2 separate regions of the Ovis aries genome follow, and region 1 is linked to region 2. Evidence: chromatin contacts called from public Hi-C data. All regions are on one chromosome and are shown on one strand. Each heading gives the region's core, a stretch centred on a gene start, on an enhancer-like site or on the middle of the called end of the contact. The rest is flanking DNA. Distances are from core to core; before and after follow the strand shown. Region 1 holds the start of SPIRE1 (spire type actin nucleation factor 1). Region 2 holds the start of CIDEA (cell death inducing DFFA like effector a).

The links. Hi-C and Micro-C count contacts between places; a contact is called where the count stands out from the background.
Region 1: a contact with region 2 is called in a Hi-C map of hypothalamus, with 2.5 times the contacts expected there. The contact joins the promoter of SPIRE1 here to the promoter of CIDEA in region 2. A contact is called at or near these places in 2 of 16 Hi-C or Micro-C datasets (hypothalamus and skin fibroblasts).

What each region holds. Positions count from the first base shown.
Region 1 is chr23:43,534,546-43,540,675 of ARS-UI_Ramb_v3.0, reverse strand. It overlaps SPIRE1 (spire type actin nucleation factor 1), which reads left to right and starts at 2,722. Exons shown (of 15, transcript XM_042239299.1): 1 at 2,722-3,057. The coding sequence starts at 2,781.
Region 2 is chr23:43,295,352-43,301,583 of ARS-UI_Ramb_v3.0, reverse strand. CIDEA (cell death inducing DFFA like effector a) reads right to left here and starts at 4,442. Exons shown (of 5, transcript XM_042239292.1): 1 at 4,141-4,442.

The sequences.
Region 1 (6,130 bases), core at 1,473-3,972, 240 kb before region 2:
TGACTCTTTGCGACCCCATGGACTGCTGCACGCCAGGCCTCCCCGTCCATCACCAGCTCCCAGAGTTTACCCAGACTCATGTCCATTGAGTCGGTGATGCCATCCAACCATTTCATCCTCTGTCATCCCCTTCTCCTCCTGCCTTCAATCTTCCCCAGCATCAGAGTCTTTTCAAATGAGTCAGTTGACCATTATCAGGTGACCAAAGTATTGGAATGTCAGCTTCAACATCAGTCCTTCCAGTGAACATTCAGGTCTGATTTCCTTTAGGATGGACTGGTTGGGTCTCCTTGCAGTCCAAGGGACTCTTAAAAGTCTTCTCCAACACCACAGCTCAAAAGCATCAATTCTTTGGCACTCAGCTTTCTTTATAGTCCAACTCTCACATCCATACATGACTACTGGAAAAACCATAGCCTTGACTAGACGGACCTTAGTCAGCAAAGCAATGTCTCTGCTTTTTAATATGCTGTCTAGGTTGGTCATAACTTTTCTTCTATGACAAGTGTCTTAATTTCATTGCTGCAGTCATCATCTGCAGTGATTTGGAGCCCCCCCAAATAAAGTCTGACACTGTTTCCACTGTTTTCCCATCTATTTGCCATGAAGTAATAGGACTGGATACCATGATCTTAGTTTTCTGAATGTTGAGCTTTAAGCCATCTTTTTCACTCTCTTTCACTTTCATCAAGAGGGTTTTTAGTTCTTCGCTTTCTGCCATAAGGGTGGTGTCATCTGCATATCTGAGGTTAATGATATTTCTCCCAGCAATCTTGATTCCAGCTTGTGCTTCATCCAGCCCAGCGTTTCTCATGATGTACTCTGCATATCAGTTAAATAAGCAGGGTGACAATATACATACAGCCTTGATGTACTCCTTTTCCTGTTTGGAACCAGTCTGTTGTTCCATGTCCAGTTCTAACTGTTGCTTCCTGACCTGCATACAGATTTCTCAAGAGGCAGGTCAGGTGGTCTGGTATTCCCTTCTTTTTCAGAATTTTCCACAGTTTGTTGTGGTTTTTTGAGGAAGGACAAAAATGTTTGTGACTTTAGGCTGTAATTAAGTGCAACACTGCAGCAATATCTCATAAGGCCAGAAGATGGTGCTATTGTCTATCAAAGTAGACCATTCCTCTGTTTCTCAGTATTACTCAAAACCAGTGCTTTAGGGGCCTCCCTAGAGGCCAGTTATTAAGACTCCAGGCTTCCATGGCAAAGGGTTGGGGTTTCATCCCTGGTAGGGGAACTAAGATGCCACGAGGCAGAGTCAAACAAAAACAAAACTAATAAAGTCATCTGTATTCTCAAAATTCACACGGGGTCTAAACTTTTAAAACAGCAAAAATTTAGCATTAGTTTCTATGTTTTTAATCAAGAGGTTTTGTATATCTACATCCATCCTATCTATGTCATCATGTAAGGAATTAGACCTTTGTCTTTTTGGGGATGTGGCACACACAGTGCATTTTTTACAAATTGGATTATAAACCGGTAATTAAGTGACATTACTTCAAAGGTTTGTTTTGTATATCTTGTAATGAAATTAGAGTGCCCAGGGAGAAGCTTTTCCTTCCTCTTTCAAAGTCTTATCTATTCTTGCTTTTTGTCTTCTCCCTATTCCTGCTTTATGTACTGTGGTGTCTTAGGCATTAAGAATCGACTTGTATTAATAATTTCTACTATAAGATGCAGTTGTTGAGGGTGCAATATCTAACACTGCACATAAAACTGCCTTAAAATGTTTATTGGTATTTACCATTAGATACATACCTTACTGATTGATGCTTTCAACTCTGTAAGTTTCTCATACAGGACTAGTCTGAGAGTGGAGTGTTACCAATTAAACTCATTTGCCAAGGAGCGATTGTTTTATCCAAGAACTCTCTTTTATCGCACACTTAATGGTCCATCGTGGCCCATGAGGATTTTTTTCCTTTTCTTCTATGGCTAAATGTCCGTGTGATAGCGGTTCATGAGGTGTGAACAGACTGGGTTAGCTTGGCTATGTAGGCGTGTGGTCACTGGGAACACTATCTTGGTGAAAAGTTGTACAAACGTCACAAACGAATCTGAAGGATGTCTGCGATTGTTTGCTACAAGCTTGTACCCCAGGCCTTGATCCGTGCGCTTGGGAGAAGCCAGTGAGCAAAATCCATAAAGACCCTGTCCTGGGGCTTCACTCCCTCGTGAAGTTGGGAGCGGAGAAGGAGGTTATCCGAGCGTACGGTCCGGTGCGTTGATGGCGACAGTACCCAACGAGCAAAACAGGACGCGAGGGGAGAGGCCAGGCGACTACGAAGTCTGTCCCAGCGTGGAGGCCGGCGTGGGTGTGATGCAGGTGCGACTGCAGGCGAGGGGCGACTCCTGGCGGCGGGGCCAACCTGGGGGCGGGGCTCGAAGTGCGCGGAGAACCCCGGACAGAGGAGGGGCGGAGCCAGGCCGTCCGTGGAGGCGGGGTTATGGGCGGGGTGCTCCCCTGGGGCGTGGCTTAGAGGGCGGGGCGAACCCCAGGGCTGCGCGCCGCGGGGCGGGGCCGCGGGCGCCATTGCGCCGCTACCGGCTGGCGGTGGTTTCGTCAGGCGCGCGGGCCCACGCCTAGTCCCTCGGCCCTCCCCCAGCTCAGTTCTGCAGCCCGGTCCCGGCCAGGTCTCCGCCCTGTCCCCGCGGCGGCGCGCGCGGCACGTGGGGCGGGGTTCCGGGGATGAGGCGGCGGCGGCGCGCAGAGACGATGCTCCGCAGCTGAGGAGACGCGGCGCCCCGAGCGCGGCGCCACCCGCGGGATGGCTCAGCCGGTCGGCCCGGAGGGCGGCGAGGGGCCTCCGGACGCCGGGGCGGCCGCGGGCTCGCAGGACGCGCTGAGCCTGGAGGAGATCCTGCGGCTCTACAATCAGCCCATCAACGAGGAGCAGGCGTGGGCCGTGTGCTACCAGTGCTGCGGCTCCCTGCGCGCCGCGGACGCCGGCCGCCGCCAGCCCCGCCGCCGGGTGCGCTCGGCCGCGCAGATCCGCCTGTGGAGGGACGGCGCCGTCACCTTGGCGCCCGCCACCGGCGACGCGGGTGAGCCGTCCCCCCCGACCCCCTTCCCCAGCAGGAGGCCCGCCGCGGGCCCTTTCCCCGCCGCTCGCGACCCTCAGTCCCCAGCTCCGGACCCCGGACCCTTCTTCCTCGCGGCCCCCATTTCCCACGGTCCACGGAGGACCCTCACCCGGGCGCCGGCCCCACCAGGACCCTCCCCTACCCCAGCCTTCGGCCCTTCGACCTGGTTACTTCTCAGTCTCCCACTGGAGGACCTTGGCCGAGGCCCCGGGCCCTTCCCCCACCGCGGTCCCCCATCTCCCACGGAGGACCCCCGCCGCGCCCCGGGCCCTTCCCCCCAGCGCCCCCTCCCCCGCCCCGGGAGGCCGGGGACGCGGGCCAGGTCTGCGGCCGAGCGCCGCGGGAGTGGGTTGGTGCGTGGGCGAGGGTCTGGAGGCGGCCCCGGGAGGGGGCGTGGGTCTGAGGGTCAGTTTGCGGCCTGTCGAGGCGACCAGCCGGCGGCCGGCGGGGGAGGAGCGGGGTCGGTCGTGGGACGCGCGCTCGTGCGGCTCGCGGCCGAACCCAGGTGGGATGCGCTCGGCGCTGCCCAGGTTCGCCCGCACCTGGTCCCCGGCCGCTGCGCCTTCGCGGGAAGCTGTCAGCAGATCATGGTTTTCAGAGATGGACAGCGATATTCCCTCGGTTGGAATTGTAAAGAAATCTGAGCCCTGAGGGGAATTCTGCTATTTGGGGAGAAATGAAGAGACTGGTTAAAAACAGACAAACAATATAATACGATTTCCCTGTACGTTAAAATTTATTGTAATGAAAAACAGGCTTGTAAAGTAAAAAGTTGACTGGATGTCAGATAGAATGGGTTTTACTTAGGTTATTATCTAATGTAAAGTAAAAAGTTGACTGGATGTCAGATAGAATGGGTTTTACTTAGGTTATTATCTAATGTAAATTCTTTGGGATTATCACCTGCCCATCAGTGTATAGCTGCAGTTTACCCAAATATCTGTCAATGTTAAAGAGATTGGTAATATGTTTCTTCTATTAGTTTTTGTTTAATTCAGTCTTCTGAGGGACAAATATGTTAAAAACATTTAAAAAATCTACTCTTAGTTTTAGAAAGTTGATGGAAGTGTCAGAATGCTTAAAGTGAAAGATGTACTTCAGAATAGAGTTTTAATGAAAATTCTTATTGATTAGAATAGAGAACAGTCAAAAGAGTGTGTTATCAGTTCTGTCAATTCCAACAGAACATTTATTATTTATATTTGGTGTTGGGTAAACAGATTTTTAGAATTTTGTTTAAAGCCAGTCTTTTAATGATTGTTTTGAAATTATTTCAAACAAATTTTTAGTTTATTTGATGTGTCTATTGCTTTTAAACTTGGACAATATTAGTGGGAAATAGTTGCAGTTATAATTTACTTACAGTGTATTAATATGATATGAAAATGTACTTTTATAAAATACAGCAAAACCATGCCTGGAGATCCAAGATTTCAAGGGGAAAAGTGTTTGTGTGCAGCCTGCTTTTAGAAGTCGCATTAGTTGTGATGACTTCTAGAAAGAACAAACTTCTTTTTGTTTACATTATCCTTGAATTTAATCCCAGATTTCAAGTTGTGTTTGTGAACCTACCAGTAGTTTAGTTGTCAAAGATTGATGGGTTCTGGTGGTAGGTTTTTAAAAAGTCATAACCTTGTGTTGAAATGATTTACATTTTATATCATTGGTATGAATGATGTATTGATCTCTTGGAATACATTCTGGCTCTCTGGAGAGAATGGCAAAGTTGTTTCCCACAGCAGCAGTATTGGACTTGTAATCTATCCTTTTCCTCCTCTGTTGTGGAGAGAGCCCCATCAAAGTTGCTGAAATGGTCTTCAGCTTTTTGGGTCAATTGGTTGAAAATCTGGGAAGTTCATACAAAAATATTGTTTATATTAGATAATTTCTTTCTTTCTAGTATTAAGAGTAGTTGTGTGGTGGTGGAAGGCACCATATCTTCTGAACGTTTACTCTTGATTCTTAAAAACGCTGTACAACTTGGTACTCTGCACCCTTGTATAAATTCTGTTTTTGAGGAGAAATGGTAATCATGAACTTCCATTCTAAGAAGCACTTTGTTTTTTGTTATAAGATGTTTAGCATAACTGTTGGCGTTTGACAGCATTTGTATTTTCAGATGTTATCCATTGACTTACTTTCTAAATGCAGGTTGAGGAGTGATGTGCTCAAATTCATATTGGTAACTCTTTGAACCAAACCTGGTCTTTTAACCTCTAGCCTTTGTGGAAAGGAATAGGTTTGGTTTGATTTGGAATCATGATTCCTTCCGTTTCTGGATGAGTGACCTTGAATAGCCCTTAATTTCCCTGAGTTCAACCTCTCATCTATAAAATGAGAATAGATCACTTTTCTCCCATGGGATGGAGGTTTAAGTGAGATGGTATGTGTAAAGTGCCCAATGCAAGGCTTGATAGGTAGCAACTACTCAGTAAAATTTAGTTCCCTCTCTCCCTGATCTTGTGGTCCTTTCACAGCACCATGGTGCTTCTGTATTTTTTTACCCAGAATTGGGACACATGTCGAGTTTATGGATTCTCAGCCTATGCACTGACATTTTTGACTGAATAGCTCTTTGTTGTGGGCACTCTCCTTTGCCTGTGTAGGGTGTTGAGCATCATCCCTGGGGTCTATCCACCAGATGCTGGTCATCACCCGCCCCCTCTCCCAGCTGAAGTCTCCAGGCTTGGCCAGCTGTCCCTGGTTGAGAACCCCTGGTCTGGGAGATGACAGGTGTTATTTATGGGGAATCTTTCTGCTGGTCACTGTTCCCTCTGCCGTTGTTGAATAGTTGGTTCTTACTACTATCAGCAGTGTCACTCCATTTAGTTCCATAGAAAGAAATAGCACTTCCCATTCATTCTTGGTTTTGGAATTGAATGTGGTAGCAGTAATTGATTTTTAGTTCTCGTTTTCTTTTAATAGTATCAGCACATACAGAATATCCCCATTTGGGTTGAATTAAAAAGTTAGAAATGCATTGTAAGAGAAATAGAAAAATGTAGGAGGCATGGAAATGAAACCAATATTAGAA
Region 2 (6,232 bases), core at 3,193-5,692:
GCGCAACAGCTGCAAGGGGACTGGGCCTGGTCTCTGGTCCCTATGCAGCTCTCCTCCAGATCAAGGCCAGCCCAGTGAGGGAGTCCAGGCGTGAGCCAACCCAGTGGAGGGCCTCGCACATGGCTTCCGGACCTCTGCCCCAGTTCCGGGGAATTACACAGGCTCCTCAGTTACACAACTCGACAACCAGGGGCCCACGTCTGCCAGGGTGATGCTGCAGGGAAGTTGCTTGGTGCCCTCCCTCCTGGGGAACCCGGTACACAGGGCAATGAGAGTAATCCACATGATGCTTTACAGCTGGAATCCAGCTCTGTTCTCAACCTGGTGGAGAACGAGGTTGCTGTAAGGAGCGAAGAAAGAAACAGGTTCACTGCCTGATCAGGACATAAGCTCACATCACAGCCGAGTGTGGGGGGTGGTCCTCAGGGCAGAGGGAAGGGTCGCCAGGGTTGGGGTGGGGGGAATGCCCTTCCCACCCTCCCGCCCCCTGGTGAAACCCTCCTCTAGTGCAGAAGAGCCCAGGGCCTGCCAGCAAGAGCCTCCCTCCCTCCAGACCCATTCCTTTGTTCCTGAGAACCGAAAGGCTCAGGCTCAACCAGAGAAATAACAGGACAAAGTTCATGTCTTAGAACCTGGCCCTGGGGGATCAGTGTGCGCTGTGGGCCGGACAGCTCTGACCTAGTTAGTCAGGGCCCAAATCTCATCTCTGCAGACGCTTGCACCTCTGTTAGCACCAGTGATCCACTGACCTTGCTCCGCCATCACAAAGCCCTCATTGTCTTCTAACTACTGACCAGATAAGCGCTGGCCTCCCTCCTCACTGCTCTGAGATCGCCAGTTGTGATAAAGGAGGACACCCAGTTATTGCTGTCCTTAATCCTTACGTTTCCCAACTAAGAACTGGGTCAGTGTTGAGAAAAGGCTTAGGTACACCTAACAGGCTCAACCAACACCAGGTGCTTACTCTGCCCCAGCTAAGTGGATAGTGGGCTCAACCAGCCACATGAACAAAGCAACACATTAATCCAACTCAGTCTGGTCCTCTTGGTGGGATCATTTGTGTCACTGGCCATCAAACAGCCCCGCCCCCTCCCCCAACCTCCTACAGCGACGTTGTCCCAGAAGCACTGAGAAGTCTTAGAATCCAGCTTCTGATGACACATCATGTTGGCCACCCTCTAACCCCCAGGAAGGTGCAGGTGATCACATGAAACAGGAAGGGGAAAGGCTCAGGACACAGGAAAACAAGGAAACAGGTTCTTCAAGGAAATAATATTGTTTCAGGGAAATCAAGATAAGAGAAGTCAGATTTCATGGAAGGTTCTTGAAAACTGTGGAAGGGCACAGGTCCCAGAACTGAAGGGACAGGGAGGTCTACCTTTTCCAGGAGGGACTGAGGAGACCTTAACACACACAAGTGGGAAATAGAGCAACAGGCACTGGCTGACTATGGATGTGAACTCCACTACAAAGCTGGGCCTCCAGGTCATAAGATGGTGCCTTTCTAGGCTGCCCTCTGAACTGGTGTTTATTCTAGAAGTGCTGGGGGAGAGCAGGGGGCCCAGGAACAGGTTGTCGTGTGGACAAGAAGGGTCCATGAGAAGTGATAAAGCTCAGACAGATCCTGTGCTCACAGTCAGGTGACAGGACGGTGCTGGAAGGAAAGTGCGACCCCAGCTGTGGGATGGCAGAGAAGGGACAGGCCTTGGAAAGCATCCATCAGGCCTGGCGGGGCCTCCAAGAGCTGCAGGGACAGCAGGTGAGGGACAGTTTTTGGGGGTGAGGGGTCTCACTGTGGCAGGAAGCAGAGCAGTATTGGCCCCAAAGAGGCTTCCTGCCCTCCAGCAATGCCTGGCCAGTGACAAGCAACATATGGGACATGGGGCCCCACTGGGAGCTCCCTGGCGGGACTGTGGCCATTCCTACTATGCCTTGAGCCCTGCCCCTGCCCCTACTCTGGGGAAAAAATGCTTGGCTAGAAAACACATCCAGCACATGGCCGTGAAGTCTCTGTACACTTTGAATGTTATTAACACAAGAGTTTAGACCACAAAGGAGTAAGCATCAGTAACCATAGAAAAGTCAATTCCTCCCTTAGGTCTCCTACAAGACTGGTCAAATTTGTCCCAAATGGCAGCTATTCAAAACCTAGAGTTATTTGTTCAAGGAAAGAGTACCAAACAGCTACTCTGCACAAAGTGTGATGGAGATGAGCTCTGTAACTATCTCAGTGCGTGTGTTATCGCTGCCAGGACACAAAGTCAGAGCAGGCTGTGTCTGCGACAACATACACTGTGGGGATGGACATCCTGGGCATCTGGAGCCGAGCCAGGAGACCTTGGGCTGCTTCCATTACCACCAAGGCCTCCTGATCACAGACAATGGACAAACTAATAACTGGGTTAAGATCATTGCTTACCTGCATCTGATGTTAAAAAAAGACATTAGGTTCCTGCCTTGGCAACATGCAGGTACTTACTAACAAAAGACAGAGTTAGGAAAACTCTACCAGGACCACTGAGAGGCGACAGAAGTCCAGCAGTCACCTTGCCTGCCAGGGGGTCTCATGCAGCCTGGATATAGCTTTAAGGAAGGCAGAGAAAGTTTTCCTTTCAGCAAGTGTTACAGGTGGGCAGAAGCAGGTGGGGTCCCATGAATGGAGCAGCTCAGCATGCAAGCAGGACCTGGTGACAGTGTGTCCCCAGGGTGGTCCTCCGCCCAGAGCCCCGCACTCAGGGCTGGCTAAGCAGATCAGTCCTTCCGGATGAGATCATCTGCACAGTAACTGCAGAAGCAAGACTTCAGAAGCAAGTCCTTCCTCCTCACACAGAGGGTTTGGGATTGACACTGTAGGGTCAGGTGCAAGGGCAAGGGCAGCCTTAATCTTGCAGGTCTTGCCTTGTCCTCCTGTTCAGTCCACACCAGCCAGGAACTGATCCTCCTGTCATCCTTACAACTTGGCTCACCAGCTCAGTGCCCAGAGGACGTGAGAGAGCTCCTAGGGAGAAACGCTTGGAGGATGCACTCCAAGCCGTCAGCTTTTGTTACCCCAGGAGTGGGATTGGGGGTGGGGGAGGGTTGTGAGTGGAGTTGGAGGAAGAGGAAGAAACCAGGGAAAAAACCAGGGCCCTTCCTTTAGGTCTAAGCCACATGAGTGAAGAGGCATGAAAAAATCTGTCTCTCACCTTCCTGGGGTCCCAGTTTTAAAGAGACAGCCCCAGCCAGACAGCTCCCCTTCCATTGTGGCAGCTCTCTAACCCTGGGTATGGCAGGAAGCCCCCTTTAAAGACCCAGGTTCAGAAGCTCACAGATCACACTACCGCCTCACCCACCCAATCCCTCCACCCCAGTCACCTGGGAAAACCTGCATTTATATGTACACCTATGGCTGATTCATGTTGATATTTGACACAAAACAGCAAAATTCTGTAAAGCAATTATCCTTCAATTTAAAAATAAATTAAAAAAAAAAAAGCATTCAAGGGCTTCTCGCCTTTTGACGATCTTCAGAGAAGCATGCTGCTGCTGCTGCTGCTGCTGCTGCTGCTGCTGCTGCTGCTAAGTCGCTTCAGTCGTGTCCGACTCTGTGCGACCCCAGAGACGGCAGCCCACCAGGCTGCCCCGTCCCTGGGATTCTTCAGGCAAGAACACTGGAGTGGGTTGCCATTTCCCTCCCTTAAATCTACAGTCACTGCCACCAGGATCATCAGGATTTTACAGAGGAGGAGTGGGTTGGGTTTTTGGACGTTAAGACGAACCCAAGAAGGAAAAGTGATGCGGGGCCTCGGTCACCGGGAGTGGGAGGCGGGTGAGGAGGCCCCGCAGTCCGCCGGCACCTCTACCACTGTCCCGCATCCCCTGCCCCGGCCCTGGCTGCAGCGCCACTACTTTCCCCCAAACTTCGCGGTACAAACCCGAGAGCTCAGCCAGCGCCATCAGGTAGTGCCGGAGCCCGCGTGGCCTTGAGGAGTGAACTGGCCACTCCGAAGCCGTCCAGCGTCCCACCGGAGCCCCTCGTCTAGCCCTAGCTCCCGCCACGGTCGGGGACCCGGAGCAGCCTGGCCCCCCGCGCGCCGGGGGTCTCCTGGGTCCCGCTTCGTCTGCTCCCGCGGCGGCAAGAGATGCGGCTCGGGCACTCACCGCGTTCACCTGTTCCCGGAGCCCGCGCACCTGGGGGCCGCACCTGGCGCTGGGGGCGGTCGGAGACTCGGGAGGGGACGCGCGCGGGCTGGGGGCGCAGGGCCGCGCAGAGGGACGCGGGAAGCAGAGGGGCACGGGGCGTAGGGGGCCCCGGGGGGCGAGGAGACGAGGGGCCCCGAGGCGGCGGGAGCGCCAGGGGGATGCGAGGCGCCGGGGGCGCAAACCAGCGCGGCACTCGCCTGAGCAGGGCTCCGGCGCAGTCCCGGGCGGTCTCCATCGCTCGGTCCGGTCAGTCCCCGCCCGGCCGGCCTCCTGGCGCTCGGGCCTGTTAAAGCGCCACCGCTCGCCCCGCCCAGGTCCACGCCCCTTGGGCTGCGGAGCTTTGCACCAGACAACCATTCCGCCGACAACCCGGAGCCCAGCCATTCCCCGTGCCATCGAGGGTCGCCGGTTGGCCTGTCGGATGGGTCAGTGGGGACATTGCCACGCCGGCAGCGCAGCCTCTGCAGTGGAGGGGCGGGTGCGGCCCAGGATGTGGGACACCGGACGTGGGAAGGGATGCTCTGCCGGAAGGGGTCAGACCTCAGAGGGGCCGGGCTGTCAGCTGTTCCCTCTCTGAATTGCGAAGCCGACTCTCTAGAGCGGGTTAGGGGTTGGGGCAGTTGGCCCTGATCCTTCGGAAGGAGAAACCCGGCTGACACTGTCCAGCGCCGCCTGCACTCGGGGTGACTGGCCCCCGTCGGCGCGCAGGCCCAGCCGCGCGGAGCCGGCTCCCAGAGCGCTGTGGCCTGACCTCTGTGGCCTGACCTCTGCCTCGGTCCGGACTCACGTGACCTGCACAGCTGGCCCTGCTGCCTGAGTTCCTACTCCTCTTCCTCCTCCGTCCTGCCCCGAGGCTCATGATGTCACCGAGGGAAGTGCGGGGCCAAAAGCAATCTCTTTCCAGAGTCCTGGTATCCCCCGGACCTGCGGGGTTCCAGTGGTGGCAGGCGTCGAGGGTTCGGGCCCAGAGCCCCATCTGGATCTCGCCCCCCTGCCAGTTGCCTGAATGTTGTATACCCCTCACAACTCATGTACTGACCTCCTAATGGCCAGTGTGCTAGCTTTAGAAGGTGGGCCTGGGTGGGGGGTGGGTGCTGGGGTTATGAGGCCAGTTACCCCATGGATGGGGTTACTGTCCTTATAAGAGAGCTCCCTCACCCCTTCTGCCTCCTGAGGACACAGGGAAGGGACTGTCTGCCATGAACCAGGAGGTGGTGTCACCAGAACTGGGCCCTGCTGGTCCAGATCTGGGGCTTCCAGCCTCCAGAACCTTGGGCAATAAAACTCTGTTGTTCATAATAAACCACTGGTGTCCAGCACTCTGTCAGAGCAGCCTGGACACGCAGCTTGATAATGAGACAGTGGGTCCAATCAGTTCAATTCAACTTGCCTCTAAAATAAGTTTTATTGCAAAAAATTTAAAATATAAAGATGTTTAGAAAGAACATGCCATGAGCATCTTTATACATAGTGCCTGGATTCAATATTTTGACATAATTGCTTGTTTTTTTATCTGTATGTTTATTTGAACCCCAAATGCTTCAACTTGCATCTCTGAAGAAACCAGAACATTATTACACATAACAGTGATGTTTCCTCTCCGAAAGAAATGACTCCCAACTGCACCTGATGTTCAGTCTACAATTAAGCTCCCCAGGCCACTGTTGCCTTGTGCATATACACGGCCTCCATGCCTGAGTCCAGGTGTGTCAGGCCCAGGCTGGAGTAGTGAGGGTCAAGTTCACAGGAGACTCGTACATGGAACCAACCAGTGAGTAGCTCACTGACTCACTCCCAGGGCCTCGAGGGTGAAGGCTTGTTAGTGAGCGAATGAGTGAACAAGATGCTATGGCAGCAGCAACACCTGAAGGCCTATTTCAAAGGGGGCAAATGTGCGAATTCTACCTTAAAGTGTCCTGGAAGGGACTTTGGAGCTGGGGCCGGGTGAGGGTGGGGAGCTGTGTGTGGTGGGGGCTGTTCTGTGCTGTTTTAGGAAGGGCAGAGGCACACCAGGACATGGGGGGTGTGGGGGGATCTGGAGGAGCCAGGG